3 separate regions of the Mus musculus genome follow, and all the other regions are linked to region 2. A link is a contact called in public HiChIP or PLAC-seq data. All regions are on one chromosome and are shown on one strand. The core of a region is the stretch at or near the end of the contact, and the rest is flanking DNA. Distances in the headings are between cores, read along the strand shown.

Region 1 (4,203 bases), core at 177-2,676, 190 kb after region 2:
CTGTATCTGCTACCGTCACATACACCATCCTTGACACAGTCCACTTGCTTTCGTTGGCTTCCTTTCCCTATCTTACAGCATCAGCTCCTGAGTCAGCTATTTCTCATCTGAAAACTCTGATGGGGGTATCTTTATTTTATTTCATGCTGGACCATCTTGCAATAGTGCTCTGGGATCGATCTCCTCTGAATCTATTCCAATCCTTTATCGCTGGATATTCATGGGTGAGTTTTCTTTTTACCTTGATTGTATTGTTGTCTACATGGGGGGATTGTGGCTATCACAAATGAGGAGGCCCAGTCAGCTTGTCTGGGAAGCAGCTAAAAAATTAATATGCAGTAAAGGCCCTGCTGTCTGATGGTAGTAGAGTCATGCTCACTAATCAAGAATTTTGGCCATTATAGAGTGACCATAACTATTACATATGGATTATTGCTTTTCCAAGGCATAAAGAGATAACATATAATTTCCTGTAAAATGAGATCAAATAATTGTGGCTTTGATAGTCCAGAGTGTGTTTTAAGAATTCATGAGGCTTCAAAGTCCATTTTGCTTTCATCAATTTTGAGTTTACCATAGAGGCATAGAAATGACTGGGAGGTGGGGAGGGGGTGGTAATTAATAGGACACTGGGTAGTAGAGACTTGCCAGGGGCTGATTTTCCTAAAGGAATCTGATTCTTTACAATTGTCCATTGATTCTGCTCTCATAGTTAGTAGAGCACCATTGGGGTAGAAAGGACGATTTTTTCCCATTTCTCACTAGAAAATTAAATGTGACTCAGCCCTGGAGACTTGCCTTTGCCCAGATTGGCTCACGCATATGCGGGGCACCCATTTCAGTTATTTGGACTTCCTCCAGATTTATTGTAAGGGGGAACCATGATCTTGTGGAGAAAGCAGAGATGAGGATGCTACGGACTTCTAGAAGATCTTAAAAGAGTTCTCAGCTGCCTTTCCTAGTAACTGAACTTCCTCAAGTCATTACCAGAAATCATGAGAGCCTCTCTCAGCCTTTGTGTCCACATCCACATCGGCAAAGCTCTGGGTGCCTGTCTTCCACGTGGCAATCCAGGCTGTGTTGCTGTCAGAGCCCACTCGGGGGCTGGGGGTGGGGGCGAGATGCGGGTGTGATTAGCTCTAAATGAAGTTCTAAACCAGTGGTACATGAAATGAAACTATTTTTCCCCCTCTTTCTCCTTCCCCTTCCCTTAACCTGAGCTTCTCATGTAAGTGGCTTCTCATTTGCTTCCTCTGAGAAAACAAAGCAAAATAAAATAACGAATGGGGTGGGGGGAGTGGTGGAAATCCCTTTGTGAAGATGAGTTCCTTTGCTGTGGATAAAAGGGAGTCGTTTGCTGCTTTCGCGGTGTCAGTATTAATTTCCAAGCAGCCAAAGCCACTGCTAATTTATTTGCAGACCGATCCCCCTGCCCAGGAGCCAGGCCGAGAAGGCGGTGGTGCCCAGCCTCCAGCTTTGTTTGCTGACAGCCTGATTTCCCACAAGGCCGTTCCCACCTGGGTTTCTGTTGGTTTTCAGTGCTTGCGCCTCCCTTTCTTCTCCCCCGCTACTGCCTCCCCAATGGCTGCTGAAGGCCCTTCTCATCTCCCGGTCTCTCTCATCCACTTCCTCCCTCCAGGCCTGAGGACTCCTGGCAGTTCTTTCTGTCACACAGCACTTAGAGGCTCTGCTGGGAACGTCCCAGGGGACACCAAATGTCTTTTTTTCCCCATTCTTTTCCCTCTCTCTCTTCCTCTCTTTCTTTTCTTTCTTTCTTTTTGCCCCCTCTTGTTTTTGTTTCAAGGACAAGATTCAAAAGAGCCTGCTACAGACAGGTTGTAGGGTGCACCTTATGATGTGCCTTCAAGTCAGGCCTGAGCAGTTTGAATAGTTGTACTCTGTCTGCAAAAGTGTCCCCCAAAGCCCATTAAATTCTGTAAAAATCTCTCAGCTTTGAGGGTTTCCTGATGGAGGCCCAATTTGGGACCCAGGCTGCCAGAAGGGTGAATCCCGCATCCTGCAAGGAGGAAAATAGTGAGCTGCTGATTTGGTTCTAGCTGGTTGCATATCAAAAGGTAGGAGGAGTGTGGGAGGAACTGGGCAGCAGCAGAGCAGACTACATACTCCCCACATGCTGCAACCAGGCAGGTAAGATGCACAGAGTACTATAGCGTGGCTCCTGTCTATGCACACGTGCTAGCCTGCCACCTCAGAGCTCATCAGCTGGTGGGGGGTGGAGGACGAGAGTGAGACATGTTCACGCCAGTGGCAAAAGCCACATCTGCATGGGACTGAAACTGAATATGGACAGCCCATTGTTGCAGATTATGGCTAAAGCCACAGGCATAGGTTGAGGCAATGAAGGACATCACTGGAGACATGTAACCTGCACCAGATACTCCTCTGGTGCAGGACTTCTGATGTACTTACTGGTTAAGAAAGACCAAGGGTAGAAATTTGCTGGCAAAATGAGCTTTGAGCCACTTATCTATTCAACCTCTGCTTAATATGTTCAGGTTATTTAATGCACTTTCTTTTGTCATTTCTGTGAATAGATGCCTCTTAGATACTCATGAGTTTGTGTTTAAAGGAGCTTTGTTTAAAATACTGGAGGTGGCTCAATGGTCAGACTGCTTTCTATATAGGCAGGAGGACTTGAGTTTGGCTCGTACCACCCATATAAAAGTTAAATATAGTGTCATTCATGAACCTGTAACCCTAGCACTCGTTGGTGGAGGCCATACAGACTGGTAGATCCCTGGAGCTCACCAGCCTCGAGACCTAGTTAGTGGTGAAGCTCCCTGCTCAAGGAAATTCTCAAAATAATGAGACAGAGAGTGACTGAGAAAGATGCCCAGTGCCAACCTCTGGCCTCCATATATGCACCCCAGAATGTTCATGTGCACCCCTGTCCCCAGGAAAACACAGACTCTGTCCATTTTGGATTCATGATTAGAATTACCAAGTTACATTATGGCAGAGGCTTTAACTTACAAAAGGCCCAAGGTGTGGCAAACAGAACTTTGTTCTCTTTGGTGATTTGACAGAGCATAAGTCTAAAAACATCCACGGGTCCCATCCCCCACTAATTATGTCATTAAACATACAAAGAGCTATCTTGTTAAGACTCGGTTTTCCTTCCCTTCCTGCCCACTAACTCCCTGAGTCTTCTTTTTCCAGATGTTTCTGCCCCAATCTCTGAGACGCCTTAGCTAAGCAAGGCTATCAGACTCCTTAGAGTTTTAAGGGTTCATTCACTCCTTAGTTTCCTTCCCTGAGCCTGCGGTGACTAAAACCTCTTTCTTTTTCTTTTGAAAACAGAAGAGATGTCATTTCCTTGCCTGTGAGTATAACTCCGAAATTCCTAAGCCAATTTCTCTCAAACTTCGTAAGCAACTCACCTTTGGGCTGAGACGAAACCGGTAAAGTTTGGGCCCCAGAGAATACTTTTTCAGAGAAGTTGCAAGTGACTAGAAACACAGCCGGATGATGAAACTAATCTGACAATTGTCACCTGCCCTCCTTGTCTCTCCGGCCTCATTCCCCCTCCTCTACCTCTCCTGGGAGTTCTGACTTTTCTTCTCTCTCTGTTAAGTTAGCAGTTCCTCACTCCCTTCCCCCCCACTCGTGTTTGTCCTCTGGGATGAAGGAAATGCTTTAAGTCTGTAAACTGCATAAATTTTCTCCCAAATCAACTTGAAGCTCAGTTTAAATTGGATGGAGGAGATTCTTTTATGGAAGCCACAGCTGTGTATCCACAGACAGAGTGGTCTGGAGAGCCGGGCTGGATCCGTAGGACACAGGGTAGCCAGTGCAGACTTCTAAAGATTGGAGTTTCTGGTGTGTATTTACACAAAGACCATTTTCCTGTAAAGCACTGAGCATGTGGGATGAAGCTTTTTTTTTTTTTTTTTTTTTTTACTCTCCCAGCGGCTTCTGTAGTTTAGAGTCCTAGTTAGGGACCCAGCCAGCTTGAACTCAGTGAAGCACGAGATGTCCAAACTGAGGGTACACCCACACAGTGTAGCCTGTAGTCCATGCACTCAAAGATGCCAGAAATGACTGAAGCCAATTTGTTTTCAATAGTGATTCTCTAGATGATGCAGAAAGTGAGCGTTTACCTGGGTGGGACTTTCCAGTTCTTTTTCCCCTGAAGGATGACCTTGAATTCCAGGAGACCAATGGGGTTTTCTTAAGATACTC
Region 2 (4,447 bases), core at 338-2,837:
TATGGTAAAGAAAGCCCCTGACACATATCACACATTTAGAACACATTAAGGTTTGACTTCAACAAGAACAGTCAGATACCATATCCTGCAAAAAGAGTAGCCGCCCTCTATCTATTCCTGGGTAATATGGAGCTGGCTTAACAAAATGCCAGGATAATAATCTGAACAACAACAGAAGGCCCAGGGTCTTGGATCTGAGCTTTCAGGCTGATTCTGAGTCTTGTGGCACTGTTTTCATAAAACACTCCAAAGTAGATGTAGTCTGACATTTGAACCTTGTGCTGTTCTCTGCCATGTTTTATTACTTCTCTGTACACCAGGCAAGAGGACTCCAAACAGAGGAGATGGCAGCTTAAAGAAAGGAGTGTGAGACTCTTGAGAGCCCTTTTCTTTTTCCCCTTACACGGGTCCCACAGGTCTGAGAAAGTCAAGGGCTTGATATTTACTATTCATTGGCTCGGCACACATGGAGATCTGCGCTCAGAAGCCACAGAAAACGGAAAAAATGAAGTTGGGCACCTCCCAGCAGTTCCGGTGTTTCAGGAAGACACACTGAGGCTGCTCTTTGAGGGCTGCTGTGCAAGGTATGAGCAGCAAGGCAAGAGCCAGTACTCTCCGAGAGCCTTGACCTTCCCAGACATCTCCAGAAGCAAGTCCCAGCATTGCATGTCTCCAAAGATGAGAATTTGGGTGATGTTTCTTAAAGGTCACAGAAGCTTTTTAACAGCCAACAGCTCAGAAGCTGGTACACAATTCTGCCTCAGTTGCTTGAACCACCCCTCTCTTCTGACCCTGCAGCTTGTCCTGCCCCTCTCTATAATGCATCTTATTCTTTCTTTTCCACTAACTGTGGAGACCTGCACTGGCATCAAGTTTAGACAGTGATGGAATGGTACACACCTGGGAACAGGAAGCCAGGCTTAGTATAGCTGTTGAAGTACCTGGGGCTCACGTGGAGACAACAGATATAATAAATACATTGACTGGGCCAGACTCCAGCTGCTAGAGATGAATGCAATACTCTTTATGTCTTTGCTGAGGCTTTATATGTGCCCAATGATACCAAAGGACCCAGAGAAAACCTGCAGCATGGCTCAGAAGTACAGTTAATGCCTGTTTAATGTTAATGTTTCCTGTTTGACATGTGTTCTCTCTAATTCCTAGGTACAGAGATTTCTGGAAATGACTCATTATGTTTCCAAATCCTAAATTGATGTGTAACATAGAATCAGTACTCAAATGCTCGCCAAGTGTCCCTAACAAGATGACCTTACTCTTCTTTGGGAAATTAGTTGTTAACACCCTTTCAATGTACACATATGGCATGGGGTACTCCTGCAGTTGCAGGGTAGAGGAGCTGAGGGGCACTTTGACACAGAGAGAGAATCTTCCCAAAGCTGGGATTTCCTTTAAAGATCACCCTATTGCTGTGATAGAAGGGTGGCTTGCTAGTTGTTACATCAAAATACAAGAGAAAGCAATTAAGGTAGGGTAAGATTTATTTGGCTTGCAAGTCTGGGGTAGAGAGCCGGGGACAGCATCACAGGCCAAAGAGAGCTAGTCAGCTTCACTCACACTCAGGAAGCAGAGAGTAAACAGGAAGTGGGCTCTAGCTAGGAAGACTCAAGGGCTTGCCCCTGGGGAACTATTTCCTCTTATGAGGTTCTACTTCCTGGAGTTTCACAGCCTCCTCAAACAGCACCACCATGAAGTCCAAGTGTTCAAACACAGGAGCCTATGGGATCATTTCATGGAAGAAGAGTGGAGGAATAAGGCAGATATGATCTTCAGGTTCCCAAAATCACACAGGACAACAATTCTTTTCCTCGGTTAACCAAAATCTTCATATTCCGGATGTCTGTGGTATTGTGAGATTCATTTACCTGTCCATGTACACCTGCCATCCTGGAAAATATTTCCAGCATAAGGGCATGTTCTCAACATCTGCTTTAATACAGGGAGGATCCAGCATGGTAGACAATGTGGATCTGGAGGCAGGGGATATTCTGTCCTAACACCAGATGTTCCATTGTGATGACATTCTTTTGCTTTAAAAAGAGGCATTCCTCAGTTACTGTGATAAAATTTCTCTTCCAAAGAAAAAGCGAGTTTTCACAGGGACAGAAATCAGAAACGAATCAACCTATTTTTTTTTTTTTAAAAAGAAGATCCGTTAAAATCAATTCCTTAAGATTCTTCCTTCACCATTTCAAACCAGCATTTCCCTCCTTGTATGCTTGTATGTTTACATGGGTGGACAGCAAGCATGTGAGGACATCTGGTAAGTGCCTGTGGGTACCCATGGAAGCCAGAAGAGAGCAGCAGGTCCTGGAGCTGGAGCCCCTGAAAGAGCAGTAAGTCCTCTTTACCACTGAGCCGCTGCTCCTGCCTCTCCAATCAGCATTCTTGGTGACTTCACTTTTGATGGGCTCCACCTCCATTGTGACATTTGATGAGGAAAAGCAACACTCACTTGGCAGTTTTTGTTGAGCTTACATTTCTGAGGTCTCAGCATCTAGAGAAAATGTGGCCACATATATACATCTGTAATTAGTGAAGTTTTCCACATGCAAAGTGGTGATCAATGATATAGGAAATTTACATCATGTGTATTACTCTTTGCATAATACCAAGGTCTCAGGTATCACTAGGTTGTTTGTGTATATTTGATGTACTCATAGTGTACATAGATACATAGCATACATAGCTTGAAAGCAGTGTTCAGCCAAGGGCTCGGAAGTTTAAACCTGACTATGACTTAAACTTTCCCTGAAGCACTGACAAATAGGTTTTCTGAACTTTCTAAGTCTATACTTGTGATATGATTATGATCTACAGAATAAAAGCTAGAGATTTTGGTCTCTGTTAAGGTTCTTCTGAAGCTACGGGACTCATGGGACTCATTTCAACTATTTGATGACTATGATTGCAGCCATGACCCACCGTGTCTCACTCTTTTGGTGTTTTGTTTTGTTTTTCTCTGTGTAACCTTGGCTGTCCTGGAACTCACTCTGTAGACCAGGCTGGCCTCGAACTCAGAAATCCGCCTGCCTCTGCCTCCCGAGTGCTGGGATTAAAGGTGTGTGCCACCATGCCCGGCACTGGTGTTTTTTTTAATTGAAGAATTTTGCAAATTCTGGAAGTTATCAAAAAATCACACTTAGGCTAAATTGAAGGATTTTAACAAGACAACTTGTAGCTGAAGTTAGAAGTTTTGGCAATTAAGATTCAGTGTAGAAAAAAAAAAGTAGAAATAGAATTATTACATAACACGGTGATTCTACTATTATCATATAACTGGGTATATAACCAAGAGAAAAGAGTTGGCATTCTGAAGAGATATTTGTACTTAGTGTTTACTACAGCATGGTTTATAGTACACAAGACATGGGAACAAACTAAGGATCCATCTATTAATGAACAAATGAAGAAAATACATGATGGAATATTACTTAGCTGTAAGAGAACCAAACCCTTCCCCCTTTTCAGCAACACAAATAGAACCAGGTAAGATCATGATGAACTAAATAAGCTACAATTCCCATGGTAGGAGGAGAAAACTAAGTCACAAATTGTCTTCTAACCTTCACATGTAGGTAGTGATGTGTGCATGCCCACACACATACATGCAACATAAATAAATGTATAATTTTAAGATTGCTTGTGTGAAGCGTTGGTTCTCTTACTCAGTCTCAGGCCACATGAAGATGTTTTGATGACAGACTACATGTCAGGCTATATATACCATAGGACAAGGTGTGCAGTGGGCCGCACCATGCAGCTGTGAATAAGTGCACATGGTAGCATTCCCACAATGCTCAGTTCATCTGATGACTCATTTCTCAGAATGTATCCCATTCTCAAGAAGGGTAGGCTTTATGATTTGGTTTGGTAATTTATTTTTATCTATCTATCTATCTATCTATCTATCTATCTATCTATCATCTATCTATCTATCTATCTATCTATCTATCTGTTTATTTATTTATTTATTTATTTATTTGCTTTTCTTTCTTTATGCTCCAAACGCTAGTATAGCTGAGTGTTGATAATAACCTGCATTTAGCAGAATGTGCTAGGTTTCTGATCTTGCAAAGGAAAATCTTGTTGAGATAAATTTTGAATTCATCTTATCTGTAATATTAAGCCATTGCTGCCCAGAAGGCAAAGACACTGCCTCCTTATCTGTCATCCCAACTGGACCATGCTGGCAGGTTCCCACATCCTAATTCACCATGGGCAAACATCTTTCCAGAAGAGGACAGGTAGAATGATAATTGAATGAAGAAAGAGAGGGAGAGGGAGGGGGAGAGAAGGGAGAGAGGGAGAGGGAGAGAGAGATACAGGACTGCTCCTGGGTATGTTGGAGGAGTTTTATTGTAGATATGAGTGTGAGCATAACCAGTGGCATCTGGAAGCGTCCAGTGTGAACATGCCCTTTAGCTAG
Region 3 (4,468 bases), core at 1,166-3,665, 230 kb before region 2:
ATCCATGAATAGTTTTATTGGGACACAACTACACCATTCATTTACATACAGTCTTTGAGTGCTTTTACCCTGCACGGACACAGTGAGCTATGCAGTGGCGACAGTCTGGTCTGCCGTGCCTTAGATATTTATTATCTGGCCCCTTACAGAGAATGTTTGCTGATCCCTAGCCTGACGTAATTGTGGTAATCTCATTTCCCTTGTGAATGACTGGTTTGAGAATGAGCATAAAACCATAATCCTGGGAAATGGAGAATCAGAAGTCTGATGGGGCTTCTGGGAAAGGTTTCTAGGCTTCTGAAGAAAGCATAGCAGAGACAGACAGTTTCTTCACTCTTTGTTGTTGCTACTGCCGGGTGAGAGAGTTGGTGCTGTAGCGGCCCACTTGTGGCTAGAGTCTCTAGCTTAAAGATAAGAGCAGCTAAGGATGACAATGGAGAGGTGATGGGAACTGGTCTCTTCTTCACGTGGATGCTGAACCCGCAACTGAGCCCCAAGACCTACTCTGCCTTTGTGAATCAAGTTGTATTTGGCCATATATTTGCTTAATATTTAAGTAATTGGGGGGGGGGGCTAAAGTTTCTATTCTTTGGTGTTAAAGCCTCCTAAATAGGACCCTGTGATGCATGAGCCGTTACACCTGGTGTTGAGAGTACAGTAGAGGCATAAGAAGCTAAAATAGCATCCCCATTTTCTTCTCAGTCTATTTGGGAGTGTAATCTCTAAAACTGGTACAAGGAATGTTTGTCTGTCTTGGATAGTCAGGGTAGACTTTGCAGAGGTACTCATTTTTAATCTGAAAAACTGGAGAGCAATTTGGATTCGATGAGACCCAGTTCACAGGAGAACCAATCAACATTTCCAGGCAAAGAGAAGACTCTATAAAGGGGCAAAGGACAGTTGAAACAGGATGGTGTTTGCTGGAGTGGTTGCTGAAGAGAGGCTGCTGTTACCGATGCTGTTGAAGAGGGAGGGTTACTTGGATCGCTCCTCAGATGGACTTTTGTAACAATTGTGATTAGTAGCTGTGGAGAAAAAAAAAACTGTCTGAAAACCAGTGGTCGGGCTGGAGAGGTCCGCCAAAGGTTAAGAACACTTACTGCTCTTGCAGAGGACACAGGTTTAGTGTCCCTCACATGAGGTAGCTCACAATCACCTATAACTCAGGTTCCTGGGAATCTAATGTCCTCTTTTAGCCTCTGCAGCACGTGCACACATGTGGCATATAAAACTCTGTCTCCCTCTTTAAAACACGCACACATGCACTCACGCACTCGCGCGCATTCACACACACACACACACACACACACACACACACACACACACCTTTATAAAACAATGACAACACTAAGGAATTGGTGTTAGTAGTCAGTGTCATTCATTGACTTCTTGCTAGGTTAAGTTTGTATGTGTAGAATCTCACTCAATTTCATCATTGTTTAGTGAGAAGCTCATAAAGTGAGAACTTATTATTATTATTATTATTTTTTACCAAAGCTATATTTAACCAAGGCAGAATCGGGTATAAGGGCCCATCCAATTTCACATAGTAAGTATAGAAGGGGGGCACATCTTTGGGCATTTTAATTCCACACCAGTCTGCTGGGGGCATAGACAAACCCCCTAAGCCCTTTGGCATAGAATGTGCTGGACCTCATATATTGGGTATCTAGCAGCGTCTGTGACTCTTGCTCATCAAGTACAATGGCTTTCAGGAGCTACAACACAATTGCATTTCAGAGGGTCTTGTTTTCTATTTCTTAAAGAAGCTACACATATTAAAAGCAAATATGGTGATTTTATGCGTTAACTAAGTGTTGTAGTTTGAACTTAGCCATACCAATTGGGCACTTTTGGCAACACAGTTTGTACAATAAGCCAAGCACTTACAATTTATGTAATCATTTATAATTTAAAATACATGCCAACACAGATTTTACCTCATTGAGGGGTGGGGCCTTATGAGGCTCCCCCTCCACATGAGGAAATGTTGATGGGCCCAGTTGAAGGCTTTCTTTTAAGGCCGTGCATATGCAGCCTAATGTTCTGTGAGGGTATAATACATATTAACTATGTTAACTGCACCCCACATATACATGCCCTAAAATGCAAGGATGGATCCAGAGATGAATAAAGGAGAAAATATTCAGGGAAATTCCAGTTCCCCCCAGTTTATAAAAGGAAACATTTGAAGAACAAGGAGAAAAGGGAATACTTGCGACTTGCGATTCAGAGGTAAGGGCAAAGAACTGGATCCTATGAAAAGCAGAACAAAGACAGAGCTGTCAAATGTCAGCTTGTCAAAGGCAATTAAGAGTAGTTTCAAACAAGTGAGGCTGATAGGAAAGTGAGCAGAGGAGGGAGACTCTCTGGGGCCACAGGGGAAGAAAGTAACACGGGTAGGGGTAGGCTGGGAGGCGGTACCAAACCTAGCAAAATCTCCACGGCTGGTTCTAAACAGCATGGCCTGAGTTCTCAAACAGAGCAGGGACCAAGTGGGGGGAAGGACCAGACATTCTGGTCATTCATGTAGAACCTCAATGACACACCCAGATAGTCGGCATTCAAGTCTCGGCCACTGAACCACGCAGGGCAGTGAACTGGCTCTTAGATACGTTCTTTGCCTTGTCTGTTACATGGATCTCAGCAGAGCTCCTGATCCTTGCAGAACTGAAGGAACGATGGAGTGAAGTCATGCAAACCAATGTTTCACATTGCTCCACACACACAGCAAACTGTTCATCAGTAAATATCAGTGATGTTGACAGCACCACTGTCTGGACAAGAGATGCTAATCAGTCTTCCATTCTCTGTCTGGAGTCTTCCTCACTGGGTGGACCACAATGCTTGCTTAGGATGGGCCTTTGAAACTGCCTGTGAAATGAACGAATAGCTCTTTTCCCTAGAATTATCATTATCATTATTATTTTGGTTCAACCACTTTTGCAGTTGATTTGCACGTCCTCCTGCAAGGGAGTATACAGTGGTGAGAATTTTAATGCATGAGTGGTTTGGACAACAGCCCCAAATGTCTTATTTTTACTACATATTATTATAGCACTACATTCATGGTTAGGGGTCAGCTGCCATTTCCTGAGCTTTATAACATGCCTGTTTTAATTAACATCAAGCTAAATTTTGGCAAACAGGTGGTCAGCCCAGATGTGAATGTTATTTTTAAAAGTGCCTTATGGCTGTTAAATCTCTCCTTTTTTTTTTTTTAAAAAAAAAGCAAAACCTATATGAGTGTGGGCATGTGGTGGGGGAGGGGACAGCAGTGCAGTAAAATCTGAAATACTGATTATCTCAGGCTTTCCTTAGGCAAGCTTCAATGACGACAAGAGGCTTTCAAAATTATTAAAATATGTGTACATAGGCCATGGACTAATAAATTAAATGAAAGCCAGAATTACAATAAAAACGAGGTGGCCACACACTGGACAGATAAAAGAAAGTATATAGAGGGTTACACATGCTCTGTGTAGCTTAGAAAAATAAGTGGCAGAGTATGAGTGTCAGGCCACAGGAATGCACTGCATGCAGGTTTCTACTCTTAGAGATATGACAATTTGTTTGCATGTGTGTGAACAGTGGTCACACAAAACCCTTCACCCCCTTTCTTACACATGTACATATTTATAAACCCAATCATTATAATATAGGTTTAGATAAAATTAATCTCTTGGGGTCCTATTTTCTTCAAATTCAAGTGTGGGCATGTGTGTGTGTGTGTGTGTGTGTGTGTGTGTGTGTATGTGTGTGTGTGTGTGTGTGTGTATGTGTGTGTGTGTGTGTATGTGTGTATGTGTGTGTGTGTGTGTGTGTGTGTGTGTGTGTGTGTGTGTGTGTGTGTGTGTGGCAGGCTGAGAACAACTTTGGGGAGTTGATTCTCACCTCTGCACCTTGTTTTTGAAGTACTATTTCTCTTGTTATTTTTGCCACTGCACACTCCAGGCTGGCTGGCCTGTGAGCATCCTGGTACTTCTCCTCTCTCAGCCTTGCATCTTCTGTATCCATTTTGGGATGTTGGACATACGCTACCACATGCAGCTCTTTTACAGACATTCCACTGAGGACTTCGGGTTGTCAGGTTTGCCCATTTGCCCACTGAGCCATCTCCCTGGAACTACTCTTATATTTTTAAACTAGACCCTGTGATTCATGGCATCTTTGTTGATACTGCTTTATCCTGGTGTAAGTTTCATGCCAGGGCCATGACTTTGACCTTCTGAATGGTTTATCAAATCCTCATTTCTCTTTGTTATCCCTTCATCTATGTTATGGCTCTCTCAGTCTGGGCCACTGTAGTAGAAACAGCCTGGTGCAGCTACATCTGCTGATGCAGGCCTCTAAATCTGTTATCTATATATCACATACAGCATTATTTATTTAAAATGAAATTTAAGCATATTCTTTCTCTGGATAAACATCTTATGGCATTTAGTCATCCCACTGGATTAAGTTAAAA

The links. HiChIP or PLAC-seq counts read pairs in DNA pulled down with a chosen protein or histone mark.
Region 1: a contact with region 2 is called in an H3K4me3 HiChIP or PLAC-seq map of the 230-238 cell line, with 3 times the contacts expected there. The contact joins two enhancer-like sites. A contact is called at or near these places in 1 of 15 datasets of contacts at CTCF or cohesin (pro-B cells), 3 of 484 Hi-C or Micro-C datasets (liver, muscle stem cells and nephron progenitors) and 2 of 115 datasets of contacts at active chromatin or transcription factors (the 230-238 cell line and large pre-B cells).
Region 3: an SMC1A HiChIP or PLAC-seq map of large pre-B cells shows a contact between it and region 2, with 4 times the contacts expected there. The contact joins two enhancer-like sites. A contact is called at or near these places in 1 of 15 datasets of contacts at CTCF or cohesin (large pre-B cells) and 1 of 115 datasets of contacts at active chromatin or transcription factors (large pre-B cells).

Annotation. Positions count from the first base shown.
Region 1 is chr11:45,024,189-45,028,391 of GRCm38.p6, reverse strand. No RefSeq gene overlaps it. Among named protein-coding and RNA genes, the nearest start is that of Gm51859, 62 kb to the left of the region's middle. Within about 2 kb of position 1,426, at least 16 of the 459 cell types and tissues checked have an H3K27ac peak or open chromatin away from gene starts, as enhancers often do. A contact at or near this core is called in the 230-238 cell line and pro-B cells, where this site is marked.
Region 2 is chr11:45,211,466-45,215,912 of GRCm38.p6, reverse strand. No RefSeq gene overlaps it. Among named protein-coding and RNA genes, the nearest start is that of Gm12159, 97 kb to the right of the region's middle. Within about 2 kb of position 1,587, at least 19 of the 459 cell types and tissues checked have an H3K27ac peak or open chromatin away from gene starts, as enhancers often do. A contact at or near this core is called in the 230-238 cell line and pro-B cells, where this site is marked.
Region 3 is chr11:45,440,153-45,444,620 of GRCm38.p6, reverse strand. No RefSeq gene overlaps it. Among named protein-coding and RNA genes, the nearest start is that of Gm22284, 200 kb to the left of the region's middle. Within about 2 kb of position 2,415, at least 13 of the 459 cell types and tissues checked have an H3K27ac peak or open chromatin away from gene starts, as enhancers often do.